Regions from separate parts of the Sus scrofa genome. Here regions 2, 3 and 4 are each linked to region 1. Evidence: chromatin contacts called from public Hi-C and HiChIP or PLAC-seq data. All regions are on one chromosome and are shown on one strand. Each heading gives the region's core, a stretch centred on a gene start, on an enhancer-like site or on the middle of the called end of the contact. The rest is flanking DNA. Distances are from core to core; before and after follow the strand shown.

Region 1 (5,731 bases), core at 2,390-4,889:
GCTACAGCTGCTGGCCTACACCACAGGCACAGCAACACAGGATCCGAGCCTTGTCTGCAACCTACACCACAGCTCACAGCAACACCAGATCCTTAACCCACTGATCGAGGCCAGGGATCAAACCCACAAACTCATGGTTCCTAGTCAGATTCATTTCCACTGCACCATGATGGGAACTCCTTCCCATTATTTTAAAAACACACTTGACAATGGCTTTGTAAGGACCCACTGGGCCCCAGGTGTTGGTCAGACAACTCTGTCGTCAAGGGGTTCAGACTTTGCCGTTTGGCCCAATTCCTTCAGATTAGAAGTTCTAGAAGTCTGACCTATAACTATTCTTTTTCATTAAAATATCACTATTGACAAAGCAACAGGTTTTAAATATATACACATGAGGGGCTCATTTTTGTTTGTTTGTTTGTTTAATATTTGCCAAGGGTTGGCCAAATAGAACACAGCAGGCCATAAGTACAGTAAAGGACATCTGACCTTATGGAGGAAAGGTAAACAAATAATAGTGAGGTTCCCTAGTAAGTGATTTTTCATAATTCCCATTCTCTAGGAGGTCCTATAAATGTATGTTAGTAACATCTCCATGTATGGCTCATAAAAAAACAACACTGACAATAGCTCACACTTACTGAATGCCTACTAGGAGCAAACTTGGTGCCAAGCACAGTTAATCTTCATGGCTCCCCTAAGGGACAGGTATTATCACCCTTTTCTACAGATGAGGAAAGACATGCTCAGAGGGTCAGTCATGTGTCCAAGGTGCCGGTGTGTCTGGCTCCATAGCCCAGGGTGCCATCATATGACGCTGCCTCTCACCCAGCTTGAGAGATGCCCAGAAAGTAAAAGATGAACATGAGACCATGGAGGACATCCCGAAAGATAGCATCAGTGTCCCACGAGTGCAGAGAATAAGACTTGTGAGAAAAGAGGGTGAGAAGCTAGTGCAGTGGTGGGGGTAAGAGGATGTCTCCCAGAGGGGCAATCTGAAGTTGGTTCTAGAAGATAGAGCGGGTTTGTGGCGGGGGGGGGGGGGGCACAGGGGTTGGAGGGGGCATCCAAAACCAGGGAGGTTGCTCAGGATGGCAGCTGGGAGCCCCACATGCCCTGTAGTCATAGCAGCCCTGAGTAGCCTGGAGGCTGGCAGGCTCCGAGGGTACACAGAGGCCAAGGCAGGCTAAAGTCAGCTCACCAAGCACTCACAGCCCGGTCATGTGGGAAAGAAAGGGGCAATCCGACTCTGGGGTGGGGATTAAAGGTGTTTCCAAACGTGCCTCGAGCCACTAAAGAGCAAAGCAGCCAGGCCCTCCTGCTTCCCAAGCTTATTTGAACAGGAGAAAGCCACTTGGCTCCCAGACCAGCCTACCCTGGCATCTTCCAGCAGGGAAACATGCTTTGGTTATTCAGACGTGACTTACTGGCACAGAGGCTGTTGGCATGGAAAAATGAACAGGCTGACCTGGCCAGAGAAGAGCAGGTGATGCAGAAACCCAGCGAAAGATGAGCTCAACGTGCCACCCTGAAGAAGTGGGAGGCCCATGTGAGGGGCCCCAAAAGAAGGAAGATTTACTAGAGAGGGCAAGTTGGGCACCTCTGCAAGTCAGGTACTTCTTACTTAAGATGTTTCGTTTAGTCTTCTCAACACAGCATAGAGGTCATCTTTCCACCTCCTGCCAGGGCCAGGTGGGGATTGGGGGGGGAGGGGGGCAGAAACCTAGGTTCACAGAGGTGAGTGCAGAAGGGCCCAGAGCTGGAACACGGGTCATGACGGCACTCCGCCTTATACTGAAGTGTCTTTTTGACTTCAAGCAATCGCCTAGTTTGTAACTTCACAAGGCCGGATGATGACGGTGCCAAGAACTTCACGGCCCTGAGGCAGGACTCTGCCCTCGCCCTCTCCATCACCTTTGGTAACGGAATGATGCCCCAGAACCACTTCTCTCAAGTCATGAAGTGAAAGCTGAACCTATCCTCACAACACTACCACGATACACATGAATACACACTAATTTGATCACCTAGAAAAAACATCCTAGGAGGGGAGAGTACAAATGGACAGCTAGAAGAGAGGGGGTGGGAGGAGGGAGAAATCTAAATCAGATGTGGTGGATAACTTGAAATAGGACCTGTTTCCTGGGCTTAAGTGGTCCTGGAAGTGGCTCTTGGAAATCAGGACAACCACAGATATTGTTTACATTTTATTTGCAATGTACCTTTCCCCCTTTACATTCCCTACAAGCAACTCAAATGCCCCACTGCTGAGAAAGTACACAGGCTGTAGGGTTGAGATGGGCAGAAGGCTCCATCTTGCCCCCACAGGCTGCAGCTCCACGTATGTTTCTGCGATTCCTATAAACCAAGAAGCAGAGGCCTTTTTGCTCCGTGACTGTGACTCGGCATCTGAAGGAGGCCTAACCTCCACTCAGCAAGTCAGAAACTCAAAATCATCATTTTTTTTTCCTTTTTTTTGGTGATAGGGCCTCTCACAAAATATCCCAAACAAGCCATCTTATGGAAAACTTTCTCTTTCTTCTGAGCAGAAAAGCTAAAGAGGACTGGATGTCCTGTGTAACACCAGCTCCTAAAAAGGAGGCATTTTTGAACCGAATGCCACATACTGTATTTTGCCATTTTGCCTACGCTTCCTGCTTGGAGCCTCTGTAACGGAACAGAGAAGCCTCAGACACTGGAGCTGCTCCAGGCCACGCAAACTCCACTCCGCATCTTCCAGGCAGCCCTGTCGCAAATAATTCCTGTCCACTACGCCCCTATCACACTGAATACAACCACATTGTGCAGCTGGAAATGGGAAACCTGATTCACATCACAGAATAAGGTACAAAAACATTTAGTTCAGCACAATGCTGTCTTGGGGCGGGGGGCACACATCTCAAATCTAGGAGTGGGTGAAGGAGTCAAGACCCACCTTGGAAAGAAGCACGGAATTAAAACAGCATTTGCCGCGTCCCGAAACAGTAACAACAAAAAAATCCACCCAGTCCTTCCAGAGCTGTTTCAGCTGCAGTGTTCCTAACCAAAATCAATCTAGTCCATGCACGCAATTTAAAAAGGAAGCATGATCTCCGCAGAAAATGGTGCATGTTGACAAGGCGTGACTTGTCCCACATGGACAGGAATAAAAGGAAAACAAGCCTGGTTGCAACTTAGCCTCCTTTAGTCTGAAGACCGCGGGAAGGAAAAGAAAAAGGCCAGAATAAAGGCAGGGAGACGCGGGCAATGGAGGACGGGACCAGGAGGAGGGTATGTGCCCGACGAGATTTTGGTAAACAGCAGCCTGTAATGGCCACTGGTAGAAAGAAGGGAAAACAGACATGGAGGGAAACGTGTTTACAACTGCAGCGGTGGGCGGGAGGCTGAGCGAGGAGGGAGGGAGGGATTCCCCGACTCTGCGCTCAGCCCGCTCGGCTCCAGTGGGGCCCCAGGGCTAGGTTGTGCTGCGGTGCACCCCCCCGCCACCACCACCCCCGCCCTGCTTTATTGGGGGGGGCATCTTGTTTATAGGGAAGGTTACTCCTCCTCAGCTCTGGTGATCGAGTCCCTAATACTCCTGCTGCATCCTTGCGGGATGCCCGCTTGACTGACAGCTGCCCCAGCCAGTCGCTGCCCAGCCCCCGCGGAAAGGTGGACTTTCCCAACGAGCCGATTGGACAGGGAGGAGGGCGGGCCGTCGTGATTGGCGTGCTACTCCGAGTAGAAAGTAGTAAACAACCTTGGTCCACCGAGGCGAGGCGAGGCAAGGCGAGGCGGGGAGGGCTTGGGATGCCTGCTGCCCGTCCTCGCTCTGAACTGGGGCTGCACCAAGACAAAAGGAACCCACAGTGGGGAGACGACCAAGGATACCCCAGAAAAGCAAACACGAATGGGTGTTCCTTTAGAGCTGCTGGGCTAGAACTGCTGACTTGCAGCTTCACATCATTTTTGTTCTGTGCAAAACCAAAATGGTTTGTTTCTGCTATTTATTCTCCTTCTTAGGGTTTAACAACTCTCAAACCGGAGCAAGAGCCATTTTGGTTGACCTTCCCTTCCTCTAAATTTTCTAGTTCTGTCTTTTCAGAAGTGCTTTTAAACCCCAGTACTAAAAATTGTTTCCTTACACAATGTGCCCTCCATGGCACAGAGGTATATCAGATGCCCTGTTAGACCTTCTGATCTCAAGTTCCTGGAGCTGTGATCTCACTCAGAGCTGTTTGGAAGAGTGTGTGTGTGTGTATAAAAACTGAGATGATATTAAGCTCACTTGACAAGAAATAAGCAGTGAACATGCATTTTCCATAGAGGGAGTATTTTGCCCAGGATAATGTATCTCGTGGTAACGGTAACTCCCCATCTGGTTTGACTTGAATCACAATCCACTCCTCATTCTGGCCTCACCATAAAGTCTCAAAGGACCTTAGCGAGAAAAATCTGCAGCTGCCAGGGAGGCGCTGCTCCCCCAAGCTGGGCAGCTCCTGGGGCTGCCTCCAGGAGGGGCGTGGGCACTTGAGAGACACACACAAACCACCTAACTGAGAGAGAGGACAGAGAGGCTCCTTCCTGTACTAGTGGAGAAGGGAACCAGGAGGACAGATCCAAGAGGGATCTCCACTCCATTTGTTTGCCCACCGACTCAACACTCTAATGGTGAGCTATGTTGCCACCGTGGCCAGACAGCCATACTGATACAAAATGACTCTTGCAGGACACAACTTAGGGTAAACTGACCACCTGGGGGTCGTCTTCATCACCTCCAGGCCCCAGTGTCCAGTTGTCTGCCTGTTCTAATAGCGCCTCCCTACCTAGCAGTCCCAGGGAACTGCATCCTTCAACCCTCGAGTCTCCCCTTTCTGTAAAAAGCCTCCACAGCCTGTGGTATGGAGTTAGTACCCCTTAGCTCTTCCAGCATGGCTCCAGCCCCCAGGCATGCAACTTCCTTCCTTCAGTTCTGGTCCTGCACTGGCCACACACACCCTTCACTCTTAACTGTTCTTTCTGCTTTCTGTGCTATCCCCTGCCTGCCCAGGAGAGGCCACTGTTCTCCACCGCTTCCCTGACCCTGCAGAACTCCTCAGAAAGCACACTTAGGTAAGTGTCCCTGATGGCGAGACACATTCGATGCCGCATTCTGACTCTGCTGACAGGTCTGGCCCCCTCACTAGACCCTGAACTTCTTGAGGGCAAAAGCAGTGTCATCTTCTGATGTGTGGATCTATGGAGCCACAGGCCCACGATTAGTGTTCTCCCAGCTTGCCAAGCCTTTGCATGCAGTCCGCATCTTCTCCCAGCTAACTCTGCATGTTCTTCTAACGGGCTCCTTGCTGATGCCTTCCCTCCCCTCCCATCCCCCCTGCCCCAAGCTGGAGACCCTGGCCTTCTCCTTCCCCTCTCTCAGTGGTCCCTACACACATGCAGCTGCTCTTGCCTATGCTGTTTCCTCTGTGGTGAAGCACTTTTCAAATTCCTCTTCTGCCTACAAATTACTTCCTACTTGGGGTGGACATCTCAGAAGCTCTCTTCCCCCAGAGCATCTCAGAGAGAGCCTCTGTGTGTCCTCTACTCTCACTGCCAGAACATAATGCAGTCCCACAGCTGGCATGGTTGGCTGGAAGAACCAAGAGCTGAAAGACAAATCCACAAAGGGATGCCCCCTAGGTGTCTACCCAACCAGTACATTCTGGCCTCCAGACCCGACACTGCTCTGTGCTTCAAGCTTGGCTCTGCCACA
Region 2 (5,731 bases), core at 2,277-4,776, 210 kb before region 1:
CAGCTTATATGCACTGTGAGGTTAAGATTTGCCAATCCTTTCCTTTAATTGTTCTATTATAAGAGAGGGTTTTTGTTTGTTTGTTTGTTTTGTTTTTCTGCACCCAAGCATGTGGAAGTTCTCTGGGATGAAATCCACACCCCAGTTGCAGTCTGTGCCATAGCTGTGGCAGCAACCGTGGATTCTTAACTTGCTACATCGCAAGCGAACTTCCTCATAAGAGAGTTTAAATGTACTAGTTAGTATGGATTATAAAACTACCTGTGTAATGGGCATACACAAATAAACTATTGCACAGATTAATTTGCAAGTCACCTCTTTGCTCTACGCAGCATCTCTTCCTTATCACCAAACTTTTAGAGGAAAATTATATCCTCAAAAAATCATACAAATTGAGAGCATCCAATTCAGCTTGGAGTTGGTAGCTGGTCATCCCTTGCTGGCTCATCTCTGCTTGGCACATTCCCTCAGTGGGAGGGGGCTCTGCAGCTCCTGCCCTTCTGTGGACCCCTCCTCTGATTCACCTCTGAGCCCCCTATGGTGGGGAGGGTGCCAGAGCAGCTATCTCTTCCCCCTCCTCCTCTGCCTCCTCTTCCTGTCCTCCTCCTCTGCCTCCTCCTCTACCCGCCTCGTCTTCCTCCTCCTCCTCTGCCTCCTCAAGAAAGATAAGCCTGAACATAAATACCCACTCAAATATCAGCTTCCTACTTTCTCTCAGAATCTCCAGCCCTTCTGCCAGCCACTTTTCAGGGAACAGAGACTGCCCTCAGCAGCAAAAAGTTTCATGTCTTCAGCCCACCAAGTTCGCCTATGATGAATTTGTACTGCTGTTGATGAGTTCCTGGGGGAAGTGCTCATTGAAAACAGAGGCTGTCAAGAGCAAGGGTGCACCAGGCCTCAGTCTCTGCATGAGCCTCTCCCCGTGTCCCTGACTTTCATGGTGAAAGGGTCATGGGCACACAAAGAGCTGAGTAAATACATTCTCCCACTATTCAATTTAAGTATATGAGTATGAAATCTGTACCCTAAAATGGCAACTCTAAGTGCACTGATAACAAATCTTTCAAATAAAGACATAAAGAAGTAACAGTCCATTCACTGACTGTGAACAAGTTAATGATGAAGCTGAGGAGGGTGGGCCTGTTTCTAAAAAAAATTGTGCCTCTACATAGTGGGCATATTCGGCTGCCAAGGGCACACACTTGGGGGGGGGGGGTGCGTGTATGTTTTCTCTCTCCACACACATACATTCAAGGAAGCCCAGGCTCCTTCTCACTACAATCAGCCAGGGACCCCTCAGCAACAAATCAGACACAGCCCGCAGGCTGAACCAGTATGCCCTCCTTACTCCTCACTGGGACCTCTGAGCATACAGGGCAAAGCCAGATGAATCCAAGCCAAGCCATTGGCTCCTTATTAGGGACCACTTCAAACCTGTCACTAAACCCTCAGCTTACATCACCTCTCTCCGGTCATCCTGATGCTCTCAGTTCAAGGCCTCAGCATCTTACAATAGCCTCTGGCCTCACCCCCTCTGCCTATCCTACCTCCACCTGCCACCAATTAAAATAACTGCAGCTACCAGGGGAATGCTGAGTGCTCCACACTTCCTATGTCACCAAGTCCAACCTAACTCCCATTTACAGATGAGAAAATTGAGGCCCAAAGAGAACTTGGCTGGTCAGTGGCAACACCAGGGCAGGAAGGTCTGATTTCAAAATGTATAAAACACTCAGATGATGTGAGTGACCTCATCAAAACAGTGTCCTCTGCCAAGCCTTGAAGGTCATTTACAATTCCATGCCTCCTCCCCCTGCAGCACCCCTACTCCCCAGCTCCTTCTGCTTGCCATCTTCAAGGCCCGTCTCAAACTCCAGCACACCCAAGGGCCTTTCTGGAGCCCCCAAAGACAAGGGCTCTGTGGGTCAGAGTTCTGTGTTCGAATCCAGCTAGGTCCAGAATGGGAACTGATACACCTTGGCCACCTCCCCCATCTTGCATTGCCTCACACACCTGAACTCAGCCTTTCACAGGACTCAACAGGCCAGGCAGCCTCACCCCACCAGGAACATGAAGAGCCCCACCAGGCACACTGAGTGCTTCCTTCTGAGTGTTCCTCTCCTGCCCCCCCACCCCCACCCCACACACAGACCTCTCCCTACACCTTTCCCATTCTGAGCACTTCGGAAATGTGGATGGTTGTTCAGCTGAGCTCGCTATTCAAAGTGCTATTCATCTAGCTGGTCTAGTGGCTTCCCACAGATATGAAAAAGGATTCAGTGCACATTCAAATAAATTAAGAAAAACATACTGGGAAGTGGGCTGTTTCAGCCCTGGGATACCTAACTGGTGCCACATGCATCTCCCAGGAGAACAACTGCAATAGCTACTTTCTCCAACCCTGCCCCGGGGGAACGCCATTTAAAGAGCAAGTAAAAACCCCACCTCTTTTACCCTCTGGTGCTGGCCCTGTGTCTTGGGAGAGACGGTAGTCAGAGCCAGGCTTTCAGTCCGCCCCCATGAGGTTGAGGGCTGACAGAAGAGCCTTATCAAGACGTGCCCCACCACACACAAACAAGCAGAGACCCCTGGTGACAGGGGACTGGGAGGACACTGTAACCCTCCAGGTTCTCCGGAAGGGGGTGCGCTGGGGGGGTACCTCACCCAGGACCACTGGACCCAGAGGCCTCTGACTGGTGCCCCCCTCAGGTGCCTGGTTCTCCTGACTCAGCTCTGGTCAAGAGTCATCAGGAGAAATACAGTGAATACAATTCTTGAACACCACGAAATCACTTCCCCAGAAGCTGAGACCCACTCCAAGATCCTGGCTGACAGAATCCCCTGGGCACTCTGGCAGGTCCCTGGAGGTTTTCTCAACAAGAAGCCCCTGGCACAATCAATTATCCCCAAGCCCTGAGACCAGTGTCTGCTTCAGGCCTGCCTCTGAGGATGAATTAACCCTCCACAAAGAGGACTTCAGAGATCTCAACACTCCCAGGACTACCCAGGCCGAACCCACACTGGGTTCCCCTTCAAAACCTCCACGGTGGGCCAGACCCCCGAGCCCCCCACCCCACCCCCACCCCCGCCACAAGGGGTGAGGGACGCGGCGGGGTGCAGGGAACCTGAGGCCCTCCAGCCTTTTGGGTTTTAATTCCTTCTCCTCTCGCTGGGGGAAAACGCCTCATTGGAAAAGTTCGGGCAGATTCCCTTTTACACGGAAAATGTTTGGGTTAGCTTTCTGGAAAACCGGGTGGGAGGGGGAAAAAAAGGAGATGCTTGAGGCAGGAAAGGGGAGGGGGTATCCAATGCTGGCTGGGAAGGGAGACCCCCCTCCCCAACCTGGGAGGGAGAAAGCAGGCAAGCAGCGCGCGCCTGCGCACGCACGCACACACACACACACACACACACACGAACACACACACACAACCCCGCCTCCATCGCAGGGAGGAAGCCCCCCACCCCCACCCCAAACCGCAAGGGCACATTTGGGCCTGCACAGGGGCCCTCGGGAAGTAAACAAGTCTGGGGCGTTTTACGCATGCGCGGGAGGCCAACCTGGCCGCCACTCTGGTGATGGAAGGCAGACTCGGGCAGGGGCTTCCAGATGTGAAACGCTAACTGGCTTTAATAGCTTGAACCGAACAGGAAATATTTTTCCAAAGCCAAAAGAATGTAATCTTTTCAGTACAATGTAAAATGCTTTTATGAAAAAAGGCACACCGTTGAAATGATAATTCATTGCAGACTGTAAAGAAACCAAAATCCCCCAACGAACCCGGAATTTAAGAATTTACTTTAAACGCCTGTTGGCTGTAGTCAACCAGAAAACAAAAGCAGAGATCGATCTTAATGCATTCTTCAGGGGAAAAGGCTGACTTATTCAGGATCTTCGTACTATAGCTTAAGTTTTCAGGGCTTCATGAATGGCCTCCACGCCCTCCTGAGCTTGTCCACTGCTGCTCCAGCCAGGTAAGGCCTACTGTTCCAAAGCTTTCCTCATGCTTTTCGGTCCTCCCAACGTAAACAGCAAAGCCAACAAAGGAAGGCTTTGAAAAGAAGCAATGCTCTGCACTTATCCATTCAGCATCCTTTGCAGAATATTATTCTCTCCAAATACCACCTCACCCCAAAGATTAGGAAAATTCTTTCACTTTAGCAAAGTGCAGTTTTTCTCATATTAGACTATAATTATGAGAAACATTAATAAAGAGGTTTTAAATTTTACGATCCCCACTTTTTAAGAATTTCAACTTTACTGAAAGCCTCTGTCAGTAACTGCATGGCATAGGTCACTGGAAAAACTGGCTGTGATCAGAGTTGACATTCTTTTTCTTTTTCTTTTTTGCTCTTTAAGGCTATAACCATGGCATATGGAGGGTCCCAGGCTAGGGGTCAAATCAGAGCTGTAGCTGCTGGCCTACACCACAGCAACACAGGATCCAAGATGAATCTGCCACCTATTCCACAGCTCATGGCAACACCAGATCCTTAACCCACTGAGCAAGGCCGGGGATTAAACCTACATCCTCATGGATGCTAGTCAGATTCGTTAACCACTGAGCCATGACAGGAACTCCGAGAGGTGACATTCTTGAACTACAGAAAGCACAATTCTTACTCGTGATAATATGTTAAAACAATTTTTTATGCTTACTTTTCTTTATTTTTCACATAAGCTGTCTGGTTATTTTCTTTGCAAATTAATTTTCCTCTAAAGGAACTTAATGGAAGAAAGAATCCTTACCATAGAAGAAATCTTCTGAGGGGGTTTAAGTGCCTAATTCTGAGCTTAGCAGAGAGCTTGGAGACTAGTATCTAACCAGAGAGAGGGCATCAGACAAGAAGTATATGAACCCAAGTGTTTTGCATATCCACGGCAGTAGGGTAGTGTCTAAAGGGAGATTTCCAAATGCCACCTTGATGGCTCAGAATTCAGCACCAGGAATTCATCAGGGTTCCTGATATCTAGTGAGGCATGCACTTCAAAGATGCATTTCAAAGGTGTATGCTTCAGGAGATCCCGTTGTGGCTCAGCGAGTTAATGACCCAACATTGTCTCTGTGAGGATTCGAGTTCGATCCCTGACCTCATTCAGTGGGTTAAGGATCCAGTGTTGCTATAAGCTGTGGCAGAGGTCACAGATGCAACTCAGATCTGGTGTTGCCATGACTGTGGTGTAGGCCTAAGCTGTAGCTCGGATTTGATCCCTAGCCCAGGAGCTTCCAACTGCCTCAAGTGCAGTTGTAAAAAGAAAAGAAAAAAAAAATGTGCACGCTTCAAGGAAAATCAGTATTCACAAATGCAAACTTCATCCCAACCCTCCAAAAGCATTCACCATAGGATGCCTTAAAACTGAGAACTACTCTTAACATAAAGTATGATTCCATTTAATTTTTTTAAAAAGGAAGAGGACCATTGCACACAGTGAGAAATACCCACAGTTGTGCAAGGCAGTGTCTGGGGTTTATTTAATATTGAAGAATGCAAGGTTCAGGCCTTCCCTTGGATCATGGCTCAATTTCATGCAAATATCCTGTGGAACACTTCCTTCACAAGATATGATGTGGAAGGAGGTGTCTGAGGCCAGCAAGTATGGAAAAGAGGACCACCTGTGACACTCAGAGCTCACTGCTACAAGTTCTATGCACCTATCAGCTATCAGGACATTTAGACATCCTGCAGCAATGGGATTTGCTTAATCTAGCCTTTATCTCCCAAATTGATTTAA
Region 3 (5,731 bases), core at 2,279-4,778, 200 kb after region 1:
ACACCAACCTGCAGACAGATTTACTTAATAACTTTAATCTAGATTCTTTATTCAAAGTAACATAATGCATCCTTCTGCAACCTTAGCATAGTTCCTTTAAAAAAAAAAAAACAGCTTTACTGGGATATAATTTACATATCATAAAAGTCACTAGTTTAAAGTGTACATTTTTTAGTATTTTCGGAAAGTTGTGCGACCACAATTTTAGAGTATTTTCATCACCCCAGAAAGAAACCCGTACCTATTAGCAGTCACTCCCCACCCCCTCCTCCCCCAGCCCTACACTACCACTAATCTACTTTCTGTCTATGGATTTGCTTATTCTGGACTTTGTATAAATGGAATCATACAATGTGTTGTCTTTTGTGACTGACTTCTTTCACTGGGCATAATGTTTTGAAGGTTCTTCCAGTCAACCTTAGCACATTTCTTAATGTTGGACTTTTCTAATCCTTCTGACAAATCAAACATATAACCTTTTAAACTTCAAGCCCACGCCCCACCCCTCCACAAAAGTACTTGCTATTTCCCTCTAGAGACGCTAAACTATAATTTGCTATTTAGGTTCTTTCCAAACTTCTTATTCTGGATTCTTCCTCTGGTAATAAAATGGCAACTTCTTTAAACACCCATCTTTCACATACCTACACTTCCCTAACAATAGGACATGACTGTGCCTGGGGCAGAAAGCTGACTGAATCCTTTTAATGAGATGGTCACAATACATTTGAAGGGCATGGTTTGTTTGGTTTTTTTCCCTTCATTTTTTAAGCAAGCCACCCTATTATTTAGCTATCATTCCTAACTCCCAAACCTCCTTCATTTTGATGCACCGCTCACAGTGTATTGCTAGACAACAGTCGGGTAGGACTTCGGCTGCTTCAAAACTTCTAAATTGTCACAGTCAAAGGTTTAAAGATCACTCTACAGCTATCACAGTCCGAGAGAAAACACTGATGCCTAAGTAGGCCAACACAGTAAGAACCAACAGCACCCCAATCTTTATATCCTACTAGACAGTCCAAAGAATGCTGATCTCTGATAGGACTCAGTAGTTTGTTTCTACCAGAAGTAAGCATTCCAGCACCTTTAGGACTGAAAACTGAACACACGATTAGAGTGAGCCTATCATTTACTTCTGAAAACTTTAGAGCTGTAGGAGGGGCAGGTAGTGAGTTTGAACTTCAACAAACCATAACCAGGATTGGGGTGCCTTCTGCCCATCCATCAAGTTTTCAGAGACCAACCATTTTCAAGGGATCCTTGAGAAAAGCGCTGACATCTTGGATTATAAAAGTACATTAAAATGCCCCTTCTCCTCCTGCCTGTTTTCTCAAGAAAAACAAACAAACAATCAAAAACCCCAAAAACCCACCCTTCATGAAGAACTCCAAACAAGACATCCTATTTTAAAATGCCGGACTCTTGCATGGAGAAGCAGGGCCATCCCTGCTATTGTGAATTTCAGAATTTACCAACATTGAACAATAAAGCTAGAGACACCACACAGTTCGACAACATGCCATAATAAAATGGATCAACTTTCCTGTGTCTCCTTAATTACATATAGTTTTTAAAGGCTTGAAACCCTCCTCTGTGCCCCTAAACACCATCTGCGAGCCTTAGAAGGGAGCCGAAAGCCTTTCGCCCAATCCAGTGTGCTGAAAGTTTAGAAAACAAAGAGCAGGAGAGCTCAGATTTGAGGAAGGTCCGGACACAATCTGAGTCTTACTCCATGCAGTCCACACACTAATTCTATAAAAATCTGCCCTTACTCCATCATGGACTCATTTCTTACAAAATGTTTAAGGGTTTGTTTACGCGAACAGCCTTTCCGAACTGCCCCTGTAATGGGGCCAGATGGCCCCGCTGCCTCGCAATTCTCCCCCTCACTCTTCAAGGCTCAGTCGTGATTTTCAAAGTTAACTGGCACCACCTGCATACCCTTGGCAACCATTACTCACCAACACGCCCTCGCCGTTCCCAGCCCCAGTTCTGTGACTGCATTTAAACTTTAATCGTGTTCAAGTTACCCTGCCATCGAGAATGTACCAGTAAGCCTCATTTTAATGTTTTGAGAAGAAAAGAACCCTCTCCTTTCACCCCTCCACACACCCGCGGGGCCCTAAGTTCTCCCTCCCTCCCAGCACTTCCCTGCCCCCTACCCGACGCTACCAAAACAAAAGCTATCAGATTGCAAGCGATAGCGTGTGGAGCGATATCCTTATTAACTGTGTACAAAGGAAGTGCGGGGCAGGGAGGGGGGGAGTGCAACAAAACTATGGCCACGAAACCAAGGCCAGGGCTGCGCGCTTGCAAAACAAAACACCCTCCGTCGCAGACCCTGGAGCTCCATAAACGACGACACAAGATACCTTTCGCCAGGGCCGGGCGTCTGGGTGTCCCTGAGCAGCCATGTGGCTGCAGCTAAAGCCTCGCGTTGTGAGCACGTGTGTGGAAATGCACGTCGGCTCCGACCACACACCCACTCCCGCACACTCGGATGCTGTCCTACCACCCCCTAGTTCCGCCAAGAGCGTCCAGAGTCCGGTAGAAACTGGGAGAAGATCCCAGAACTCTTACTAGGGGTCTGGACGCGCTTCCCGGAAGAGCCCGACTGATACAGGGCCCGGACCTCGCACTTTTCCAGGGGGTGCATGGAGGGGTGGAGATCTAGGCGAGAACGCTTCCCGCATCCCTGAGCCATACTGAGCAGCCCCAAGAAACGGGGGGCAGGTGACCGCACGGAGTCCGGTGAAAGCGACAGGGAAGGCCAGGAACCCAAAGAGCCCAAGGGGCAAGGCTGGACGACAGGAGGCCGCGCTAGGATATTTGGTAACCTGTCCTGGGGACTGCGGGGCCTCTCCGCCGGGCACCCCTGAGGCTGGTGGGCTGCCCACTCCTGCTACCGGGCACAGAGTCCGCCCAAGCAGCGAGGGTGCTGCATGAGCTGTCACCGCCGCCTGAGCGCTGAGCGGTGACCAGCGCTGAGTGCGGGGCGGCCCCGCGCGCCTCGAGAGGCGCAAGGTGCGGGTGGCGGGGCCGGCCGGATGCGAACTTCTCGGCTGGAGCCCCAGCTCCCAGCCCGACCGCGGGCCGCCAAAGCATGAGAGCTTCGAAGACAGCGGGCCCCCCGGGCAAGGCTCTCGGGACAGAGGAAGAGAAAACACCGAGGCCCTTCCCGCGCGGGGATGCGCGGAGCTGGGGCCCGCGGGGCTCCAAACTAACAAGCCTGGGCCCCGGGGCCCCTCCGGCCTTTCGGCCGAGCCCCTCGGCGCCCCGCCCCGCGACTCCCGAGCCCGGGAGCCCGACAGCTGCGACGGTGGCAACTCGGGTTTCGCAAACAGGGCGCAGCCCCTCGGAGGAAAAGTTCCCGCAGTGGCCGCGGGCGGCGGGCACATACTCACTTTCTCCACTCGTCGGCCAGAGCGAGAGCGCGGCGGAGAAAAACAGGAGCCCCCACAGCGAGGTCGGGGACCCTCCTCCGGAGCCAGACTTCATTCCTTTTATTTGGGACGAAATTCCCCTTTCTCAAAAAAAAAGGGGGGGAGGAAACGAAAAAGTCTCAAACTCAGTCTTCGCCCACCCCTCCAAAAACAAGGGCGAAGGAAACAATACTCCAAAGGCGGCGCCGGTCGGGGGGTCCGCCGGGCAGCGCGGACGGGGCGGCCCCTCAGCGCCGGCAACCGCGGCCCAGGGCTCGGCGGAGTCGGGAACCCAAGGCGCGCCGGGGCGGGCTGTCGGCGTCGTCGGCCTCCATTTTCAAACCGAGAGAGGCAGGAGAGGATGAAAAACTGCAAAGAAAAGAGGCAAAGCCCAAATCCGTCTCAGCGAGGAAAAACAAACCCGACCCCAGAAGGAGGGGGAGACTGTCCGACCCCTGAGCCTTAGCGGTGGGAGGGCGCGACGCAGTTCGCAAGATTGCCCCGAAGTCTGGGTCTCAGGAGAGGCCGGCCGGGGGCAGAAATGCGGAGTAAAAATGAATGAGCGGCTCCCCCTCCTCCTCCTCCAGGCTCCACTCGCCGCCGCCTCCTCCTCCCTCAGCGCCGCCGCCGCCGCCGCGAGCTCCTTCCCAAATCCAGGACACACACAAAGCGGCGGGCCGGCCGCGCCGCGCTCAGCACTCCTGCCGCGCCGCCCGGGCTCCGCGCCGCCGCTGCCCGCCCCGCGCCGGCCCCCGCCCGGCCCCCGCCCGCTGCCGCCGGCTCCGCGCGCGGGGGCTCCGGCTCGCTGAAGGTCAAAGCCGAGGCGCGCGGCGCGCCGTGGAGCTCCCCTCGCGCGGGAGGGGCGTGGAGGGCCCGTGGAGCGGGGACGAGGGTCTCCAAGCGCCGGGCACGGGTGCGCTGGGGGCAGGCTTGCAGGCGGCGTCCCTCTCCCTCGCTCGCCTCTCGAGTTCGCCTGGTGCGCTCGCTCCTCCTCGGGTTTTTTTCCTTTTTTTTTTTTTTTTTTTTTTTTTTTTTTTTTTTCCGCTCAGCGGAGTTAATGCTGGTAAACAAGAGCCTCAGCCTCGCCGCGCCGCTGCCGCCGCTGCCACACACTGGGGGCTCGCGCGCGCGCTCGAGGCCGCGCACACGCGCCCGCGCATACACTGGAACTGCCTCAGCCGCAGCCGCCGCGCGCCGAGGGCCCGGCCCAGGCCGGCGCGCGCCAAGAGCCGGAGCTCGGGATTCCAGGGACGTGCGGAGCGGAGCCCGGGCGTGGGATGCGAAGCTGCGAGGCACCGCCCCCGCCTCTCGCCCTCGCGGGCACACGCGTGCGCGCGCCCACACGCTCTCGCCCCCACCCGCACTGCGCCGGCCACCCTGCACGCGCCCTCCCCTCCCGCAAGACTCCAAAAACAATGCCCCCGGCGCCCGTCCGGGCTCCGCCGCGGAGCTACCAGTGGAGGGGAGGAGGGGCTGGGGCGGGGAGTGCGGGGCGCGAGAGGTTCATTGAAAACAACAACATCACGGCTGGAAAGCGCGTTTACCCGGTTCTTGAAAAGCTTCATTGTTTCTTGCAGCTGTTGCAAAATAAATAAATAAGTTCGTGCATGCGGCATTTTTTCGCAGCAAGCTGGATAGCCTGAATGTGGCGGGAGGGGCACACCTGGGAGAAAGGAGACCTCCAGGCTACTAAGCGGACACTTTCACGCAAGGCTGGGGCGGCTGCAGCGTCGCCACTGGGGAGCCTACAGTTCCAGGTTTCGCGGTCAGCTACGGGGCAGGGCGCGGCCTGCGTGGCTCGGCTGGGGGAGCAAGGGGAGACAGCCCGCCGGGGCCCTGAGCGGGCTAAGGGGGGGGGGGGCAGTCAGGCTGCCCCGCGTACCCAGGGCGCGTCACCGCGGCGGCCGCCAGGGGGCGCGGCAGGCGCCGGGGAGGGGTGGCCCGCGGAGTGTCGCCTCCCTCCCTCCGGGAGAGAGGAAATATGGGGCCCGGACTGGGGGCCGGGCGGGATGGGTAGCCCTGGCGCGGCCTCCAACATCAGCGGCGGGTTCGGTGAGATCCTCGCTGACTCGCGCTGCTCCTGGTTCCACCACGTGGGCGGCTGCAGGGAGCTGCCGGAACGCGTGCACAGTGCGGAGCAGAGGGGCCCCAGAGCCTAGGGGGCGTGTCTGTGGGGTCCGGGAGGAAGAGGAGGTGGGGGGCCGGGGCCCACACAGGTCCCCGGGTTGGAGTCGCGACCCGCCAACATGCAGCACACAAGTACCAGGAGTGGTCACTGCGGAAACCCACCCGCACCTGCCTCGGGT
Region 4 (5,731 bases), core at 2,333-4,832, 140 kb after region 1:
GAAGAAGCATTCTTCTGCAAAAACGGTACATTCTCAGAATTCTATTCATAAGCAATGATGATGTCAAGATCCCTTGAGCCTCAACTCTCACAGCAAACATGAAAGGATGGCCAGAACGTGGTAGCAGCTGGGGAAGGACGGGCAGAAAGCCCAAGGATCTAAGTAGATGACACCATGTCACCTAAACTGTACCACCTGGACAGCACGCGCAGACTGTGAGTGAGTGAGATTATCAAGGGAGAGTGCAAGGTGCCCCGTTTTGCATCCAGGCGGCTCTGCCTCTCCTTGTAAGTGGAGGAAAGCACGAGGGACTTTCCCCCCAACCTTGCTTAAAACCATTCCAAAGCTTCTTTGTCAGAGTCATGCCAAAGCTTCTAAGAGAAGTATCGACATGTTACAAAATAATCCAATCATCTCAAATCTGCTGAGGAAGGGAACAAAGATACATCCTATAACCTATCCGGGGAACAGCCTAAAATCCTAATAATATCATCTACTTAGCAAAGCATCAGGGGCCATTCGGAGGTCAGGAAATCAGGACAGAAACCTCATTCTAGGAACCCCAGGAACAAAACTCACCTTTTCTGGACCCAGGGAATCTGACTAGTTTCCATTTGTCTCTGTATTACCACTAATACCTTCTGGGATTAAAAAAAAAAAAAAAAAATCCTAATTCGAACACTTCAGCTGCCCAGGAAGTGTTTCTAATAATATCAACTTTCATCTTGCCTTTTTTTTTTTTTGTATTATAGGCTCAATGCTTTCACCCCTTTTTACTACTAAGCCCAACTCCCTGATCTCGGCAGCTGCTAAAAACCATCCAAGCACTTTGCAGATCCGGAAATCCAGAATGGCAGTATCGGTTCATAGATCTGCTGCCAAGGGCAGATGCAGGCGCATCACAGCTGGGCCTGCTCTCCAGGGGCCCAGGGCACAGACGGGCTCAGGGCCTGGGGCCACCCAGCCTCGGCCCTGTGCGCAGAGAAGCCAGGCCTGCCTGCACCGGCTCCAGCAACTACAACCTCACAACCTTCATTCCAGTCCCTCCACGAGGTCCTGCAGAACAAATGGGAGGCAGCTATGTGGTGGGGCTGTCTGCACAGGCTTTCTGCACAAGGCGGCAAGGATTGGGCAGCACACACACAGTCTCCAAACACACTGCCTCTGTTCCCATCCCACGTGGATGCCGTGAAAAATGGCATGAAGAAAGGAAAGAGGACTGGGTGGTTGTTTGCAACCCAGGCAGGGAAACAAAAAGCGACTTCTGTTCGGTAATGAGATGAAATAGAAGCCAGGCTTCCGGGAGGGGGCCTGACATTCCTGCACCACGTTATCCCACCCACCTGACCCCCTGGAACGGAAGGAAGATCTAAGAGAACAGAGAGAGTCAGTGTTTGCTTCCTGAGCTGAGAGTGAGAGGAGGGAAATGAAACAAAACAAAACAGCCACAGCAGAAGAGGCTGGGTGGGAGGATGAAGTGGTATGCGTGTGTCTGCACGCACGCGCGCGCGCGCGCGCGCGCACACGCACACACACACGCACACGCACACACACACACACACACACAGCTGGTATTGCCCGAAGAAGAGAATAAACGGGCACATGCTTCAGCCATGAGCAGATGGCTGGCTACCTTTACCCGTTGAGACCTGCAGCTGTCACAAATAAAAACATACATCCTTGTTATCTTTATCCCTAATTGTTCCACTCTAGCTACTTTACTGCTCTCTGTGAAAAAGAACATTTTAAAAAGATAATATTTAATGTTAGTATCAAACAAGAATCTCGTTGCTGACATTCTTAATTCTTCCCAACACCAAGCTTGCAAGAGAAATAAATTCATAGGGTTTGATAACCAGAGTTTACATGTAACTACAGAGGCTCCCCCTGGCACCCCCATATAGACATATGTACCTCACTGAATGTTCTTTAAAGATATGGCTTATCTGGACAAACACAGGAATTTGAACAATTGGACTGAATTAGCAAGAACCATTCCTACACTATGCCATGCTATTTAGGTAATTGAGATTTTGCAATTTAGAAAAAGCAATAAAAACCATATAAGATATGGCAATAAACATACACAGTCAATCCAGCTTAATGCTCAGAACTTTTAATGGACCTTAGAATGCAGCTCTTAGGTAGCCTAGTTTAATTTTTTAAAAAGAATTAAACTGCCATTTCCCAGGATCCTACTATGTGCTGGGCACTCTGTCTAGTGCTTTACAAACTCCATATCTGTTCAGCCTTATTTCACAGATGGAAGATGGAGCCTGGCAGCCTCCTCACAGCACCTGGGAACACATGAAGGTAATGTATGGAAGCTTAGACTGTTCTTAAACCTCTCCCAGGTGATACTATTTGTCTACATAGGAATGTGTTAGTTTTTTTAAATCCCATTTTATACAAAATCTCAATCTTAAATGCCATGATGGGGAGTTCCCACTGTAGTTCAGTGGGTTAAGAACCCAACTAGTACCCATGAGGATGCAGGTTCGATCCACGTCCTCACTCAGTGGGCTAAGGATCTAGCATTGCTGTGAGCTGTGGCACAGGTTGCAGATGCAGTTCGGATCCCATGTTGCTGTGGCTGTGACGCAGGCCGGCAGCTGCAGCTCCTCTTCAAGCCCTAGCCCAGGGACTTTCATGTGCCACAGGAGCAGCCCTGAAAAGAAAAAAAATGCCATGCTGGTCCAGTTCAAGGGGTAAAACCACACTTTCCAGGTGCAGGGCCCCCTAAACATGCCTGAAGACCAGTCAAGTAGAAGGCGGCAGGCACGTGATGGTGACAGCTGCCCTCATGGGCTTCACAGCACTGTTGGGGATGGAAACGCTGGGAATCCCAGGAGAGTGGTCCTGGCCAGGCCCATGACCCCCTGGGAAGTGAAGAACAGCAGCTGAGCTGACCCTGAAGGTTCATAATCTTTCCTGTATGGTCACTCTTCCCTACCTACACAAGCCCCAGAAGTCCCCATCACTCCTTGACCTGAGATGACAACTGCCCCACCCCCGAACTCTGAGGAGGGCTCACAGCCCCACTGCCTCCTCCTGCCACAGGGTTCACACGGTTATTACAGAGGCTCTGAGGTCCCTGCTCCTCCAGAGATGGAGACAGGCTATCAGGACTAGACAAGACCCCTTGCTCCCATCACCATGCCCACCCCAGGCAAATGTGAGCCAGTGGCAGAGCCCAGAATGGTCTAGATTTTGGATCTCCACCTGCGGTTCCTTCTTCTGCATAATGTCTTAAGGTCTTAAAGCCATATTCCCAAGTTAGGCACAGTGATAAACAGATGCCTCTTCTGTTTAATAGCCTATGTGTCGTAGACAGAAAGATCCCATCTTCTGCCACTGGCATCCCCGGGACACCTAGACTTCTCTCATTCCCTCCAAGTCAGAGTGGAACACTCCACCCCAAGGATGGTGTCAGAGACCCCGCCTCGTGCAGTCTAAGTCCTGGAGTCACACCACATGCTAGAAGGAGGCGTGTTTCCAAGTCATGGCTCCCAGCTCCACCACAAGCCAAATCTAAGTCCTAAACCACCCTGTGCACTCAAGTTGAGCAATGCAATACCGGACAAGATTAGCCACGGGCCCACACGTCCCACGTCATCCCCACTCTAGCAGAGAATGTCACGCTGGCATACACACAAGAAAAGCAAGATTGAAATATTAATGCAACAAAAGAAACAGACTTTTTAGGGGTAGGAAGAAACCAGAAGAGCCTTACAAGCAAGCTTAACTGATGAGATGGGAAGGGACTCCAGCTATTTGCCAAATACCTAGAATTGCAAATATCACCCTAGGAGAATTATTCTAAAAGCTCTGAAGTCTCTAAGCTGAGATCCCTAATAAAAAAACAAACTTCTGAAGGGAGCCCAGGAGAGTGACACCTTAATTAGGTGACAGTTGGCCAAGAATAAAGCCTTTCAATAACAAGTCTCAGGAACTGAGAGGTGGGGTGGGCTAAGAGGGTCCCAGGGAACCATGGGCACAGGCTGCCTCTCCATTCTGGTAACAGGGTCGCCAGTCAGGGAGAAGAGAATGCTATCTCCACGCGTGACTATAAAAGGCATAGAAATGAGGCCCAGGGGCATGTGACCCCCTTCTAAATAAAGAAACCCCCACACCAGGAGCAGCTGACCAGAGCAGGGGCCTTCCAGGGGAAAAGAGACAAGCTCCGAGCAACACACAAGCCAGAGCCTGCTGGATGGCCTGCCCCTCCTTGCAGGCCACTCAGACCTCTGCCGGCCCCACATGGACAGGCAGGCCCTGACCCTGGCCCACCTTGGCAGTGGGGGGGCCAGCCCATGCAGGACCCGGCAGCAGACAGCATTTCACAGAAAGATCCTTACGGGCGGCTTGAACTTACAAAAGAAGTGTTAAGATGAAATAATGCATATCACATGCATGGGGTCTCAGGGCAGAGAAATTGTGCCCCCCTCCCCCTTACCTCGGTCCAGCAGGTGATTTACAAGCACTTAAACAAGTCCTCCACTCTTACCTGGTGGCCCCAACATAGCAATCTATAAGCAAATGAGGAAGTGGGGCAATTCCACCCCATACAACAATACCACCCTTGTGAGGAGATTCGGATAAACAAAAACATGAGAACCTGTCTGGGGCTTTAAAAAATGTAGAATTCTCTTTTTTATACCACCTGCCTTCATTTTAAGTCTTTGACCCCATCAGTGAGATGGCAGTAAAATGCTTTGCTTTTGTCAATAAAGGAAGCCATTTCCTGCCTTTTAACTCCAATCTGCTGTTTTCCTGGTTTCTCATTTTAAAGGCGGTAGGAACTCAAACAAACTCCAGGACCACTGTTCCAGTCAATGCCCTTTTAATTGAAGTAAGCCTTCACCACCAGCAAAGCCAGCTTCCAACATGGCCCGGCTTGTCGACTTTGTGGATTTCCTGGCAAAGACCGGGCCTGTTCACAGGCAATACAGCGATCTGAGTGGACCACAAGCTGTTCACCCTAAGAAGTTACAAAGTACTTGGAGACTAAGTTCAGCAATATGTTTTTGGATTCTTGGGGGAGGGGGGTAGCGGGGGCTAATTCGATACTTGAAATCAAGCACCAGAAAGCCCCCTGGCAAGGAAACCCCAGGCACACTTAGGCAATGCGCTGGGCAGGGAGAGAACTAACCACAGGTACCTGGAGAAAGTTCACCCCTGTTCCCTCCTCCCTGGATGTGGCTGGCCTCCAGTGAATAAATGAATGGCACCCCAGGGCACACTTCAATTTTGAAGATGGTTCCCCCCATTTCTCCATCATCTTTGGCCTTGAGTCATTCTGCAGGGCAGGAGAAAGAAGAGCTACCATCCATGGTTGACGCTCCCTGCCAGTTAAGAGCTGGTCTGGGGAACCTCTGGGGAGGAAGGGCCGTGAAAATGACACGGGAGACATCCACATTTCATAATCCTCGAGTCTTTTGGCTTGCTAAGGACTATTGCTCCACACTGCTCTCTGGGCAAGGGGGAAATATATCTTCCTGACAATCAATCTTCCACAAAGCAGGTGTGTGCTCACCTCTGGGGTGACAGCCACCCAGGCCAAGAGCTGAAGGACACACCCAGAATTCACCCAGCACCACAGGCAGGCTTCTCCTCCTCGGGATGGGCTCACCAGCTTCCCACCAAGCCCTGCGGTCCTCTGCCAATGGGTGAGGCATCTGCTGGCCAGTGGTGGCCAGCTGCTCAGGGGGAAAGAACACCACCGTGGGGA

What was found. Hi-C and Micro-C count contacts between places; a contact is called where the count stands out from the background. HiChIP or PLAC-seq counts read pairs in DNA pulled down with a chosen protein or histone mark.
Region 2: a contact with region 1 is called in a Hi-C map of embryonic fibroblasts, with 6 times the contacts expected there. The contact joins two enhancer-like sites. A contact is called at or near these places in 1 of 5 promoter capture datasets (liver), 5 of 47 Hi-C or Micro-C datasets (embryonic fibroblasts, fetal heart ventricle, mesenteric adipose tissue and 1 more) and 1 of 2 datasets of contacts at active chromatin or transcription factors (skeletal muscle).
Region 3: a contact with region 1 is called in an H3K27ac HiChIP or PLAC-seq map of skeletal muscle. The contact joins the promoter of IGF1R here to the enhancer-like site in region 1. A contact is called at or near these places in 4 of 5 promoter capture datasets (fetal liver, fetal skeletal muscle and liver), 26 of 47 Hi-C or Micro-C datasets (alveolar macrophages, blood, brain and 16 more) and 2 of 2 datasets of contacts at active chromatin or transcription factors (alveolar macrophages and skeletal muscle).
Region 4: an H3K27ac HiChIP or PLAC-seq map of skeletal muscle shows a contact between it and region 1, with 4 times the contacts expected there. The contact joins two enhancer-like sites. A contact is called at or near these places in 3 of 47 Hi-C or Micro-C datasets (embryonic fibroblasts, epiblast stem cells and heart right ventricle) and 1 of 2 datasets of contacts at active chromatin or transcription factors (skeletal muscle).

What each region holds. Positions count from the first base shown.
Region 1 is chr1:137,487,457-137,493,187 of Sscrofa11.1, forward strand. All of the region lies in intron 2 of IGF1R (insulin like growth factor 1 receptor), which reads right to left. Among named protein-coding and RNA genes, the nearest start is that of PGPEP1L, 180 kb to the left of the region's middle. Within about 2 kb of position 3,640, at least 71 of the 83 cell types and tissues checked have an H3K27ac peak or open chromatin away from gene starts, as enhancers often do. A contact at or near this core is called in alveolar macrophages, brain, embryonic fibroblasts and 9 more, where this site is marked.
Region 2 is chr1:137,278,700-137,284,430 of Sscrofa11.1, forward strand. All of the region lies in intron 1 of FAM169B (protein FAM169B), which reads right to left. Among named protein-coding and RNA genes, the nearest start is that of FAM169B, 16 kb to the right of the region's middle. Within about 2 kb of position 3,527, at least 32 of the 83 cell types and tissues checked have an H3K27ac peak or open chromatin away from gene starts, as enhancers often do. A contact at or near this core is called in embryonic fibroblasts, where this site is marked.
Region 3 is chr1:137,686,905-137,692,635 of Sscrofa11.1, forward strand. IGF1R (insulin like growth factor 1 receptor) reads right to left here and starts at 3,529. Exons shown (of 21, transcript NM_214172.1): 1 at 3,408-3,529. The coding sequence starts at 3,501.
Region 4 is chr1:137,628,444-137,634,174 of Sscrofa11.1, forward strand. The region is part of intron 2 of IGF1R (insulin like growth factor 1 receptor); the gene reads right to left. Among named protein-coding and RNA genes, the nearest start is that of IGF1R, 59 kb to the right of the region's middle. Within about 2 kb of position 3,583, at least 10 of the 83 cell types and tissues checked have an H3K27ac peak or open chromatin away from gene starts, as enhancers often do. A contact at or near this core is called in skeletal muscle, where this site is marked.